Regions from separate parts of the Sus scrofa genome. Here region 2 is linked to region 1. Evidence: chromatin contacts called from public promoter capture Hi-C data. All regions are on one chromosome and are shown on one strand. Each heading gives the region's core, a stretch centred on a gene start, on an enhancer-like site or on the middle of the called end of the contact. The rest is flanking DNA. Distances are from core to core; before and after follow the strand shown. Region 1 holds the start of TRIM4 (E3 ubiquitin-protein ligase TRIM4). Region 2 holds the start of ZNF3 (zinc finger protein 3).

The links. Promoter capture Hi-C pulls out the DNA fragments that hold promoters and counts their contacts.
Region 2: a contact with region 1 is called in a promoter capture Hi-C map of liver, with 4 times the contacts expected there. The contact joins the promoter of ZNF3 here to the promoter of TRIM4 in region 1. A contact is called at or near these places in 1 of 5 promoter capture datasets (liver), 10 of 47 Hi-C or Micro-C datasets (embryonic fibroblasts, fetal skeletal muscle, heart right ventricle and 4 more) and 1 of 2 datasets of contacts at active chromatin or transcription factors (alveolar macrophages).

The regions. Positions count from the first base shown.
Region 1 is chr3:7,834,355-7,841,231 of Sscrofa11.1, forward strand. TRIM4 (E3 ubiquitin-protein ligase TRIM4) reads right to left here and starts at 3,233. Exons shown (of 6, transcript XM_003124333.5): 1 at 2,609-3,233. The coding sequence starts at 3,127. LOC110259868 (a long non-coding RNA gene) reads left to right here and starts at 3,300. Exons shown (of 2, transcript XR_002342269.1): 1 at 3,300-3,441; 2 at 4,814-5,300.
Region 2 is chr3:7,978,834-7,985,710 of Sscrofa11.1, forward strand. It overlaps ZNF3 (zinc finger protein 3), which reads right to left and starts at 3,860. Exons shown (of 6, transcript XM_021086192.1): 1 at 3,723-3,860; 2 at 2,378-2,505. It overlaps LOC110259870 (a long non-coding RNA gene), which reads left to right and starts at 4,008. Exons shown (of 4, transcript XR_002342273.1): 1 at 4,008-4,493.

The DNA.
Region 1 (6,877 bases), core at 1,983-4,482:
TTGGTCTATCGTTTACCTCCTACCCTTCAGCTTGCCTAGACGATAAGCTCCATGGCTTTTTCACCACGGTATTCCCAGTGCTGGGTCTGGTACGGCAGAACAGCGTCTGACACAAAACGGGTGGCTCAAGAAATATTGGCTAAAGGTACGAATAGTAATGCAGGGATCAGCTCCCAGAGTCAGCAGACTAAACACTGGCATGAGGGAAGGAAGAGCTGTGCTTGGAAGCTCTTTTTCAGGCAAACAATTTCCCCCCTGAAATTTACAAAGCTATTTCTCTTTCTGTTTTCTTTTTCTCCCCATCACCAATGACTGTTGAAAACAACTTCTGCTCTGAAAGATTTTTTGAGATTTCTTTGTGAAGGTCTTAAGATGCATGCAGGTCCATGGTTCTCTATCCTATCTGTACATTCGAATCACCTAGTGAACTCTGAAAAATGCTGCTGCCCAGAGCCCCACAGACTGAATCAAAACCCCAGGTTGGGGGCGCGGGGGGGGAGCAGTGGATAATATTTCTTAAAAGTGCTTCCAGGTAGTCCCAATATGTGTCCTTTATCCCTGGTGTGGCCCAAGAAGCAAGGAGAGTGGGCTGGGAATGCATCAAAGCAGGTTTCCTGGATGCAGGGCTCGGGGGCCCAGATCCTAAGCAGAAGCACCTAGCACACTGTCTGCGGGCTCGGGTGTGAGGAGAGGATGGGAGACGGTTTCCACGGACTTAGGCAACTCCAAACGTCTAAGACATGGGGCACCCATCTGAGTAAGTGCTGGTAGCAGGATGGTGGAAATGGTAGCTCCACCCTGAGCAACCTATTGCTTTTCTGGCCAACTTGGGGTGGGGGTGGAGGCGGAGGTGGGTAAACAGAGCAGTGACAAGCAGAGGAGGGTCAGAAAGGTGAGATACTGAGGAATTCTGCCTCATGACCTGCCTTCTAAACACCTGGCCAGTCAGCCTCATGACACTCCACCCGCCCTTACCTGCGCTCTCCCTACCTGTCGGCCCATTTTAGTGAATCCTGAAATCCCACCTCTTCCAAGAAGCCTTCTCAGCTAAAACAAAAGAACTGCTCATGTCCTCCCCCGCCTGGAAATCCTTCCATGACTCCCCAACCCCTGAAAGAGAAAGCTCGGTCTTTTTAGCGTGGTGGAACAAGATCCTCCGTGACACGGCCCTTGCCTCTTTCTGCAGCCTCAACTCCTGCCCTCCTCTCTCCCGTGGGCCCCACTCCCAAACATCCTCTGGTTCCCTTACTTTTCACATGCTCTTCCACACTGAATATGCTGTTCCCTTGGCCTGACAATCCTCTCCCCTACCTTGCTGTTCACATCCTTCAAGGATGAACTCATGTTTCACTTCTCTGGGAAGCCTCGCCTCACCCCTGTCTGATCGCACTAACCTCAAACCTTCTGTGGGCTGGTACCAACTCGCATACAGTAAGCATCAGTAAAGATGACTGACTAAAGAAACGAATGTACCCCTTCTAGTCTAACCGCACCTGTTTCCTGTTTGCAGTCAGTTGATAAAAAACTGTACAGCGTTTGACAGTTTACAATCCACTTTAACTTGTCATGAAATTCGTGTATTCAGCAAGTACTTACTAGATACCAATTCAGATGGAGACCACTGGAGTGACACCGTCAGTAACGGAAGGGGGTGGGGCTACTCTGGAAAGGATGCGCAAGGAAGGTCTTCAAGCTAAACTCTAAAAGGATCTAAAGGATGGGAAGTACGGGTAGAGAGAGAGAACAGGCTTGAAACAAAAGCAAGAAGGCCAACGTGGCTGGAGTAGCGTATGACACACTGATTTATTTAACCGAAGCTTCTTAACCCCTAAGATGGGAAGACCAGATCATCTCCAAATTCTAACACTCATTTTCCCAACTGATGAAAGAAGTTAGTTCACAAAATCCTGACCCATCCCCTCAGCCAGGCTTTTCTCAAATCCTCCGTGGTCTATGATATTTGCAGGTATAAACCATATCGTCCAATAGAGCAACCTCAGCCACGGGAGCATCTGAAATACCGCTAGTCCCAATTGATGTGTGCGGTCAACGTGAAGCAAACACAGATTTATTTCAAAAACCTATCATGAAAAAAAAAGTAAACGATCTCACTGATAATTTTTCCTATCAGTTAATACCGAGTGATAATATTTTGGAAAAGAGGGTTAAATAAAACATATTATTTATTGCTCTTCCCGTGGTTTTTCGTCTGCTTATCTTAAAAATTCTCTTAATAAAATGTTACTGATGTAGTTGAAAAAAATATTGAAATTAACATCACCTGCCTCTTTTTACTACTGAAAAACACTTTAGTAGCATGCGTGGCTCGTGTTTTTTGTTTCTATTGGACACCACTGGTATATAACCTTCTACAATGTTTGTCTTAAACTCCAGGAGGCCAGTCCCTTGAAAATTCTGCAAGGAGGACTACACCCCCCTCCCAATCCCTGTTTTAACTCCAGCCCGGAGATCGGTGAGTAGCTTAACTTTTTTGAGCCTGGGAGGGGGCCACGGGGGCGTTTCATGCTTCCAGCGGCAAAAGCGGCCACCTAGTGTAAACAGTACAAGTGCCCACGCAATTCCGGCAACCCTGCAACGGCCGGCTCACCCGGTAGCTCTGGAAGGCCTCGTCCATGGGGGCCATGGTGTGGGCCTGGTGCTCCTGGGACTCCCTGCACACCATGCACATGAGTCGCTGATCGTCCTCGCAGAAGAGCCGCAGCGGCTCCCCGTGACGGTCGCACAGCCCGCGGGACGCGGGGCCCTCGCGCCGGCGCCGCGCCTTCTGCGCCAGCCGGGCCAGGGCCCAGTTGGGCCGCAGCGCAGAGGGCGTCGACGGCCGCCGGCACTCGGGGCAGGGAAACTGGTTGCAGCCCTGCGCCAAACCGCGGCGCAGGCAGTCGCGGCAGAAGTTGTGGCCGCACTCGATGGACACCGGGTCCTCGAAATAGTCCAGGCAGATGGAGCAGCTCAGCTCCTCCTGGAGGTCCTCGGCCTCCATGCTGCTCCTCTGACCCCGATCCGGGGGCGGGGTCGGAGGAAAGGCCGGCAGGCTGCAGGCGGGCCCCCGAAGCCGATGGCCTTCCGACCTGCGGCCGCCGCCTCCCGCCGAAGGGCGAAGTGCCATCTCTTCCTGGGACCGGGATCCAGGCGGGGCCCGGGGACGGGGAGGAGGTCCTTCCCGGCGCGTCTGAGGGGGGCCGAGCGCGCGCACGGCAGGTTTCCGCACCCCGACGGCGCGCGGGGCATGTCGGGAGGGCGCGCCCCCACCGGGCGGACAGTAGAGATGCGGAAGCCCCCCCTCGGGAAGCCTAGAGAGGAGGCGAGGACCTCAGGTTTGCCGAGCGCGCGGCTGTGAGGCGACCGCGCAGCTGCAGCAGCAGCTGGTGGGGCAACGTGGGGAGGCGCTGGTGAACTTCGCTAGTCCTTCAGGTTTGCGAGGTGAGGTCAGTGTTGGCCGGCCGCTCCGGACGATTTAGGTTCTGACTTCCTAGGCGAGGTGCAGCTTATGGCCTGAAGGATTAGGAGGATCGGGGGCATCCCCTTAGGCTGGCTCTTCCTGAAGTCTCCCTTTTATCGTTCAGCCTCATTCTCCAGGAAAGGAATCTGTTCTCGTCCTCGAACCCCCGAGGTCTAGTTGAATTCCTAAAAAGGCAGGATTTCCTGATGCCCCCACGAAGCCCACCAACTCTCCAGGGATTCGAGGAGCCGGGCGAACAGGCCAGCTAAGTTTCGGAGGCGAGCGAACAGAAAAAGGAGTGTTTAGCCCCCACGACGTAGTAGGGAGCTTTCTGATCGCCTTGCCACCCTGATTTCCCTCTCTTTCTTCCATAGCGTAGGAGATAGAGGCAGCCCATTCTCACCATGGGGCACACTCGCCCAGTGTAGATAGACGTTCTAATAGTTAAGTTAGGGGGAAGAATCTAGGGTTAGACGGTCTTCCTCAGGTTTGAGACTTCCCACCAGTATTTAAGCGGTTCAGCGCCCAGGAGGTCTAAAGGACTCTGGGTGATCTGCCAGGAGTGGCTGTCGTCTAAGATTCTGGGAGGAAGCAGAGCCTGTAGCTGCTGCTGCTGGTGGTGCTGGAGCAGTTCCTGATCCTCCTACCTGAGAAGACTAGGACCACGTTGTCAGAGCAACACTCTAAGAGTGGTGGGAAGGAAATCAGGTGTTTTAAGTGGAAGTGCTTAAGATTCAGATGCGTAGATGCATTGTCTTTTGGTACCCAACTTGAACCACTTGCCATCCCATGTGTCATCCATTGAGCCTTTCAACAAACAATATGCTTGCCTGTTTCACAGTGTTATCTGTTTCTCTCCAATGGATTTTTATCTTGTGTTTCTGAGGTGTTTTTTTTTTTTTTCTTAAATTCTTCGCACTCTGTTCTGTTTCTTATGAAAGAAATTTTTAATTCTTCTTGTGTCCCCAAATCAGATACTGCCTTTCCCATAATATGCTGATTAGGGGATTTGAAAAAGGAGCGCTTGGGGGTCACTGTTTTGGGGGTTTGATGAAGGTTCCACAGAATGGCTATGTTTAAATGTTTAAATTATGCATCCGATAGCTGTGTTTTCTTTGTAAATTGGAATACTATACTGAGAAGAAATCTGAGTCTTCATATAGACCAAGCAGGAAGAGGTACTCTTATCGGTTATTGACGTTTCCCATGAGTGTTTTACTGCAAGTGTCTATATGTCTATATGTCTGCCTGTGTATTGAAGTATATCTTCTAATGTCTTTGTTTTCAATGCTGCCATACTCCTGAAATGAACATCCTTCTCTACTGAAAATGTTGTGGCTCCTGAATTGACAGCTTTATTCATTTGGAATTCATATGGCATTTCAGGGGATGCCAAGTGGCCAATCTTGAGAAAGAAGAACAAAGTAGGAGAACACACACTTCCCAATTTCAAACATTATTACAGAGCTACAGTAATTAAAATGTAGTACTGCCATCAGAATAGACATATACATCAATGGGAATCAAATTGAGAGTACAGCAACAGTGCCGTACAGCTACAAGCAATTGGTTTTCAGCAATGGTGCCAAAACCGTTATATGTAGGGAAAATTAGCCTTTCAACAAGTGGTACCGATGCAACTGGACATCCACATGCAAAAGAATGAAATTGGACCTTTAGATCATTCCACGCACAAAAGTTCATTCAAACTCAATCAAAGACCTAACATAAAGCTAAAACTATAAACCTCTTGGAAAAATGGGTGTATTCTTCACAGTCATGGATTATGCAATGATTTCATAACTGTAACACCAAAATCATAAGCAGTGAAATAAAAAAATTAGCAAATTCAGTTTCATCAAAGTGTAAAACTTTTGTGCACTGGAGGACACCGTTAATGAACTGAAAGACAATCCACTGAACAGGAGAAAAAATTTGGACTCATACCTCAGATAAGGATCTAGTATCCAGAATGCATGAAGAACTCAACAACAAAAATACCAACAGCCCAATTTAAAAATGGGCAAAGGATTTGAGTAGACGTTTCTTCAAAGAAGCTATACAGATAGTCAATAAGTACATGAGAAGATGCCTAATGTCATCAGTCATTAGGGAAATGCAAATCAAAGCCACAATGAAATATCACTTCACCCACTAGGATGGCTAGAATTTAAAAGTCAAACTGGAAAAATGTGGGTAATGTGGGTACGTTGGAACCCATTTGTACACTGCTCCTGGGAATGTAAAGGAGTAATTAGTACAAATGCTGTGGGAAAAAAAAGGTGTGGCACTTGCTCAAAAAGTTAAAGTGTTACCATATGTGCTCCAGAAATTTCACTCCTAGGTATCTACCCAAGAGAAATGAAAACCTATGTTCACACAAAAGCTGGTGTTCACAGCACCATTTTTCATAATAGCCCCAAAGTGGAAATAATGCAAATGTCCAACTGAAAAATGAATCCATACAATGTGGAAGAGCAATACAAGGAATATTCATTCATAAAAGGAGGAAAGTACTGACACGCCACAACAGGGATGAACCTCAAAAACATCATGCCCAGTGACAGAGCCAGTCACCAAAGACCACGTATTGTATGATTCCATTTGGATGAAAAGCCCAGCCTCGGAAAATCTATTGAGACAGAAAATAGATTCATGGTTGCTTTTCTTTGGGGGTATAGGGGATTAGGGGTAATAGCTAAGTATTGTTAGGGTTTCTTTTTGAGTTGATTAAATGTTCTATAAGTGTTCATGCTGGAGTTCCCGTCGTGGCTCAGTGGTTAACGAACCCAACTAGGAACCATGAAGTTGTGGGTTCGATCCCTGGCCGTGCTCAGTGGGTTAAGGATCTGGCATTGCCGTGAGCTGTGGTGTAGGTTGCAGAAGTGGCTTGGATCCTGCAGGGAGCCGAGAAAATGCAGGGACTCAAAAAAAGGAACTTGCCTGATAGCAGAAAAACCTGAAGGCAGGTTCTTAACCAAGAAAGGGAGCCCACCCAACGGTACAAGCCGAAGGTGGGCTTCTGGTCAGGAAAAAAGCTCACCTGAACGGTGCATGCTGAAGGTGGGCCTCTGGTCAGGATGAAAGCCTGCCTACACGGTACAAGCCAAGGGCAGGCCTCAGATACACAGCTCTCACTTTGATGTTGATGGGGAAGAATTGGGGCTTTCCTGGGAAAACAATTTCCATGTTTGCACTGGAGAACATGGATTGTTTCTCGGGTGACCTAATCTTTCCTGTTGTTTTATTTGTTATTCAGTTTTTCTCAGTCTTTCCTGATTATTTACTTATTATTCTTATTTCACACTCTTATTGTTCTGTGGTGATTTGTGACTTAACAAAATTACAACAATAGTATAATAAAAATTTCATCCTGAAGGACTTTTCCCCTATTTGAATCCAACTTAGTTAAAACAT
Region 2 (6,877 bases), core at 2,610-5,109, 150 kb after region 1:
ACAAAATACTGAGCAATACTGCAATAAAAAATGTCAGAGTAAAGTAAAAAAGAATTTTACACATAGACTGTAAAATGTGTAAGTATCAACATCAACTTTTAAGAATACTTGAAATAGGAGTTCCCTAGTGGCCTAATCCGTCATTGCCACTGCTGTGATGTGGGTTTGACCCCTGGCCTGGGAACTTCCACATGTGATGGTCATGACCAAAAAATAAATAAACAAAAAAAGAATATCTGTAATAATGGATAAAGCTAATGTACACAGATTTTTCTTAAAAAACAAAACAAAAACCCTCGTAAACATTAGAACTAGTAGAAGGGAAAAAAATCTTAACTTTGGTAGGTTTTTAGCTATTACATAAAATGTAGGTAGCAGAGTTCCTGTCGTGGCTCAGTGGAAATGAATCTGACTAGTATCCATGAGGATGCAGGTTCAATCCCTGGCCTCGCTCAGTGGGTTAAGGCCATGAGCTGTGGTGTAGGTCACAGATGCGGCTTGGATCTGGTGTTGCTGTGCCTGAGGCGCAGGCTGGCAGCTGTAGCTCCGATTCAACCCCTAGCCTGGGAACATCCACATGCCGCAGGTGCAGCCCTAAAAAAGAAAAAATGAAACGTAGGGGCAATCTTAGAGAAAAAGAGGCCATGAAATAGCACCCACATAACAGCTATCAGAGAAGGTTTCCATAAGTTCTCTGTCTCATTTTATTTATTTATTCATTCATTCATTTATTTTGGCCTCCCCAGTAACTCCCAGTCTAGGGGTCCAACCTGCACCACAGTAGGACCCAAGCCATAACTGTGACAATGTTGGATCCTTAACCCACTGAGCCACCAGAAAGCTCCTGTCTGTCTCATTTCAAAAAACTTGGGAGGAGTTCCAGTAGCGGGGCAGCAGAAATGAATCTGACCAGGATACATGAGGACTCAGGTTCGATCCCTGGTCTTGCTCAGTGGGTTAAGGATCCAGCGTTGCCGTGGGCTGTGGTGTAGGTCACAGACGAGGCTCAGATCTGGTGTTGCTGTGGCTCCGATTAGACCCCTAGCCTGGGAACCTCCATATGCCACAGGCACAGCCTTAAAAAGATTAAAAAAAAAAAAAAAAAAAAAAAAACCAACTTGGGAAAACCATACCTATCTCACAGAACTAGAGCAAATAGCTCAGATCTATTGAATTAAAATAAATTCTTCCTAAGATAGTTTTCTGCTTCTAGTCTCCATCAAAGGTGGGGTATTACTGAGGAATCTGGGCCCTTTTTGTGGTCCTGTGTAGTCTCACTACAGGGTGTGAGTGTGTATGTTTATCAGGCTCTAAGAGACTAGTCCCAGTTGCTGTGTTTCCTCTCTGCAGCCTTCTCGTTATCTCCCTTCTCTCAGAACAGACTTCCCTGGATCAGAATGAAGGCACTGAAGCAAGAGCAAATGCTTTTTTAAAAACATGAGATTGTTTATTTCTCTGTTTTTATCCCTATTAAGGTTCCCCGCTCCCCAGTTGCTACGACAATCAAAGGGGGTCTATTTTCTGTGGCCCTGGTAAGACATAACATTAGTACCTAGAATAAGGTTGCGATCTCAAGCACCAGGTTGTGTTTCACAGCTTAATGCTGTGGCAAGAATCAGCAGATAGAGAACAGGTGCAGCAGCCACCAGAGCATCCTTCCACTTTGACAAGAACACAAAGGCAACCCCTGGATTTTGTCTACCCCTTTCTCTTTATTCATCTGCTCATGTAACATTTATTGAATGCCAATTACACTGCAAGGCACTACTGGAAGAAGTAAAAAAAATCAGCAATGCAAAAGCCATTTGCTCCACCACTAAAGATGCTTGCATTCACATAAGGCATAAGAAGGGGAGGGGCCCCAAGAGTCACTCAGAGCTCAGAGAACTCAGAAAAGCAATGAATCAGGCAAGAGCCAGGCCACCGACAATCACAGTGACACCTTCTTGCCTCCATCACTCTCTTGGCTGGGGGCCTTCAGCGCTTTCTCAGAGCCAGCCGTCTTTTCCTTCCTATCAACCAAGTTTACCATCTTCAGGGCTGTTTATAAGCAGAAACCCCCAACAAATCAGCTCTCCGTCCAACCTCTCCATAGAAAGGAAAGTCAGAGGCTCTGACTTCAGAGAAAAAAGCAGTGCTCCCTCCTCCCAGCTGGGTAAGCCGAAGCTGGAACGCAAAGGCATATTGTTGAGAACAAGTCCCCAGTGCCTGGATCAGTAAACAATGTTTCTCCCAGAAAGAAAAACCTCCACTGTGCCCCCACAGCATCAAGTCCAAGCAGGGCCCTTCCCCTGTGCCACTGCCAGCCCCACTCCTGGGAGACTTCCTGAGGACTAGAAAAGGTGACCTGGCAGTGACAAATCATGGAAAGCTTTACCTGCTGGATCTGTTCCTTCCTTCTTTGGAATTAGTCTCTGGAAGGCCAGAGTGGCAATTACTGGGACCTTGGCAGCCTCTGTTCAAGTCCCTGGGAACTGTGACTTAATTGATGCCAGTGCTGTATGACTAAGGGGAAAAAAAGAAAAAGGAATTTTAAATGTTTATGTCAGAGTTCCCTCATGGTGCAGTGGGTTAAGGATCTGGTGTTGTCACTGCTGTGGGTCTGGTTACATCTGTGGCAGGGGGTTTGATCCCGGGCCTGGGAACCTTTGTATACAGCGAGTACAGTCAAAGAAAAAAAGAAAAAGACCACGACTGGCATTTGTGTTGTGGCTTTAGAGCTGAAACAGAAGTCAGGGTTCTCTAGGTCAACCTCCCACCCAGTGCAAGAAACATCTTCCGAAGTTCCTAACGTTCTGTCAGCTAACTTGCTGGACACACATGGCTACTTCAGCGGGGAGTCTGTTCCACTGCTGCACAGGTTCGCCACTGGAGAGGTCTTGAGATGTCAAGCTAAAAATCTGTCCCCTGGATCTTCAACTCTTCAGAGGCCTCATGCCCTACGAAGCTTTAGTGATAGAATCTTCTCCTTCCATACCACTCTCCACCAAACACTTGAAATCAAGTGATGCCTGCACCCCACGAATTTCACTTCTCCGAGAAAAGCACCTTTAGTGCCAATAATTATCCCACAGATTGCAGGCTCATCATCGTGCTTTATCCACTCCTGGAGTTTACACATACCCTTCAGAACTTAAACAACGGGCTGTGTTCGATCCCACTTTGAAAAGCGAATCAAATAGGGGATCTAATACAACTGAAAAATGGGACACAGTGGTACCACTCCCCGAAAGAGACTCGACTGACTGTGCGCCTGGGAGATTATTCCGGAATCTGAGCAGTTCTAACTGCGCACTCTTCGTAGAACTCCTCGTTCTTTGATCTTCAGATCCAGCCGGAGTAAAAACAGACCCTCCCTCCGGCCGCGGGCGCGGAGAACTGTTAACATCAAATAAAAACGTCTCGGAGAACTACCAAGTTAGGGTCGCTGTCACGAGCTGTCTGAAGGCGCGGGACGCCTCTCCGGCCATACTGGAACTTTTTAAGGGCTCGAGCTGGGCGCTGTGCAACTCACAGAACCACAACAGCTGCTCCTTTCCTCCCCGATGCAGGGCGCGCTGGGGGGCGGGGTCCCTGGGGAAGCGAGTCCTGACTGGCGCCTCCCCGCACCCTGCTCCGGGCGGGCCTGGGGACCCCGCGGGCCGCAGCGGCACAGACACCACCCCTTTCCCGGCGACCTCTGCTTCCGTCCCACCGCGAGCCCCAGGGGCGGCCGGACTCACCCTGGGGGCAGGGACGGGAGATTTGGGGGGCTGGACACCGACCAGGCCCCGCTGGACCCTGTCACAGAGCCACACACCGGGGACAGAACAAAGAACGGAAGTTCCCTGCGTTTCGCTTCCGGGTCAGTCCGAGTCACCCCCCGCTACACACACACATACACACAACGCTCCGGGTCCCCCACGTCCACTTGTTCTCTCTAGGAAAATGGGAGGTCTGCGTCTCTCTGTGGTTTGCTGACTGGGCTCCGGCCCCAGCGCGGATGCCATGCTCCGCGCCTGCTGCCCCCGCCCGCAGCGCCCCCTGCTGGCCGGGCGTGGCGGGGCGCCGCGCACCTGGTCCTCACGGCGCATGCTCGAGCGCGGCAGGCGGGGGAGCAGAAGGCGCGGTGTCTGGGGTAGAGGGTCGCTGCTGCGCTTCCACGAAGTGGAGTTTTAAGCCCTAAGGTCGCCTACAGACGGACGCTTGAAGGATTCAATGGAGAAAATGTATCTTCATCTGAAGTTTCCAAACAAATCAGGTTTTGTGTTTGTTTCATGTAAAATGCCTCCTTTAAATTACCAAAATCTTTTTTTTTTTTTGCTATGTTTTGCTGGGTCCGCTGCACCCAAGCCTCGGCAATGACAATGCCAGATCCTTAAACTCCAAATTACCAAAATGTGAAGAGAACGTTCTGGCGCAGCAGAGAATGCATGTGAGGACAAAACCTGCTGGGAGCAGAAAAGATGTGGGGAAGTTATCCATCTAGATCCATCCGGATCCGAAGAAAACAGGTGAGGCCCCATCAATGTGGAGAAAGTATGAAATAGGTGAGATGCTTGAGGAAATGAAAAGCAAGCTTCTTGGTTCACTCACTTTTATGCCCTCACAAGAGGAATCCTTGAAGTGTCAGAAACATCCTTCAGATTATATACAAAAGGAAGTTTTGTGATCTGATTCCCCTTATGGCCCTGCCTCGCATTTGATCGCAGTTTTTCTGCTTCCAGTATTTATAGTGCATCCATTCAGTTTTGCAGTGCAACAGGCCTTACTCTCCAGTGACTTCAGTCTAAGGACAGGAAATATGTGCTGGGGAAAAGGTGACAAAGAGCAGGGCCCTGTCAGGAGGTGACAAGACTTTCCAGTAGCGATGCAGGCCAGTCGGGAAGATGGAGTGTTCTCTGCAGAGTCAGCAACCAGTGCAAAGGCCCTGAGGCATGAGAGAACAATTAACAGGTAACAAAACTGGAGGGTGGCCCAAGAGGTGTGGGTGTGTGACCCATTTCCAGTCCTTCTGGACCCCAGCGAGAATTTGAGCAAATGCTTGGAATGGCCAAGCCGCTCAGCAAACTCCACTCCCCCCCAGGAAGGCATTTTTCCTTTTTCTCTTCTCAATTCCTTATAATCCCACTTGTCCCTCCAGGACAAGAACAGAGATGAAGGAGGAGGCAGTGGCAGGAGAGGAGGGAAGGGTGGAAGCAGAGTGAGGCTCCTCAGAGTGGGTTTGTGTGTTTGGTAAATGTTCACCTAATGACAGTCCTCAGAAAACAGGCCATCAATGCAATCAGCTCTAATACCCTGGGGCTGAGAAGTCAGTTTGCAGTTTACCATTAGTGTTTGCCCCAGAACCCAGCTGCCTGGTTAATTCCCAGCCAGTTCTCAAAAGCTGTGCCGTTAATGATTATTCATCTGAGTCCATGGCCTCCTCGTGCCATGAGTCACCCAGGGGCTGCCCAAGACAGCACTCTACCATGGGGAAGAAAACATTTGAATTTCCATATAGCTTTTATCTGAAAGAAAGAACAAAATAAAGTTTAAAAAAAAAAAAAAAGTAAGCCTTCGTAGGCACAGCCTCTCAGATTCCATTGGCTCTGAGTAGAAGGCTCCTAACCCAGCTGGAACCTGGGGGTCCCCACTAGCCCTGCCTTTGTCGTGTCCCATGGCCAGGATCAATGAAATGACCAGTAAGAAGTGGATGCCCAGATGCAAAACTGATGAGTCAGTTTGTCCTAAAGTGACATGCACCTGTGGCTTTTCAACTAGATTAGAAAAAAGTTGTATCTATTTTTCCAGAGAATTCCACAAGAATTCATCTCTGAAGCTATTTGAGCCTAGAATTTCTTTTGTTTTTGTTTTGTTTTGCTTTTTGTCTTTTTAGGGCCACACCTGCAGCATATGGAGGTTCCCAGGCTGGTACACCACAGCCACAGCAACGTCAGATCCGAGCTGCGTCTGCAGCCTACACCACAGCTCACGGCAACGCCGGGTCCTTAACCCACTGAGCAAGGCCAGGGATCAAACCTGAAACCTCATGGTTCCTAGTCGGATTCGTTAACCACTGAGCCACAACAGGAACTCCTAGAATTTCTTTATAGGAGGATTTTTTTGATTCCTGAAGACTTTGTATTTTTATTTCTTTTTGCTTCAGATTTGGGTTTCTTTTGTTTTGTTTTAGGGCCACATCTGAGGCATATAGAAGTTCCCAGGCTAGGGGTCGAATCAGAGCTTCAGCTGCTGGCCCACACCACAGCTCACAGCTACACCAGATCCTCGACCCACTGATGGAGGCCAGGGATTGAACCTGCAACCTCATGGTTCCTAGTTGGATTTGCTTCCACTCTGACTAACACCCCTAGCCTGGGAACCTCTGTATGCTGTGGGTGTGGCCCTAAAAAAAAAAAAAATACAAGAATGTCCTTGGAATTCCCATGTGGCTGAGCGGGTTAAGTATCCGGCCTTGTCACTGCAGTGGCTTGGGTCACTGTTGTGGCGTAGGTTTGATCCCTAGCCGGGGAACTTCCATGTGCCACAAACACAGCCAAAAACAAACAAAAAGAATATCCTGGATGAAGCAGTAGAAATATTAATTTTATTTCTAAAATGGTAAGCCTTATCAAAGATCAGCAGAAGGGAGGTGGCCTTAGGTGGGTCTTCTTTCAGACTGCAGCCTGCAAACAAGGATGTGAGGAGCCCAGGGCAAGGGAGGGTTGAGGTTTGGGGTGTTGTAAGAGGGAGAACACACACATCTTCCCAAAGAGTGTGGAGACAGCCAGTTCTGGGAGATTCAGTCCCACATCTGTTCACCTTTAAAACTGCTCTCCTGGGCAATGTCCCTGTGGCCAGCGCACCCTCTTTCTCTGTCGCCTTCCCCACCTGGAGAAGATAGGCGTCTCACAAA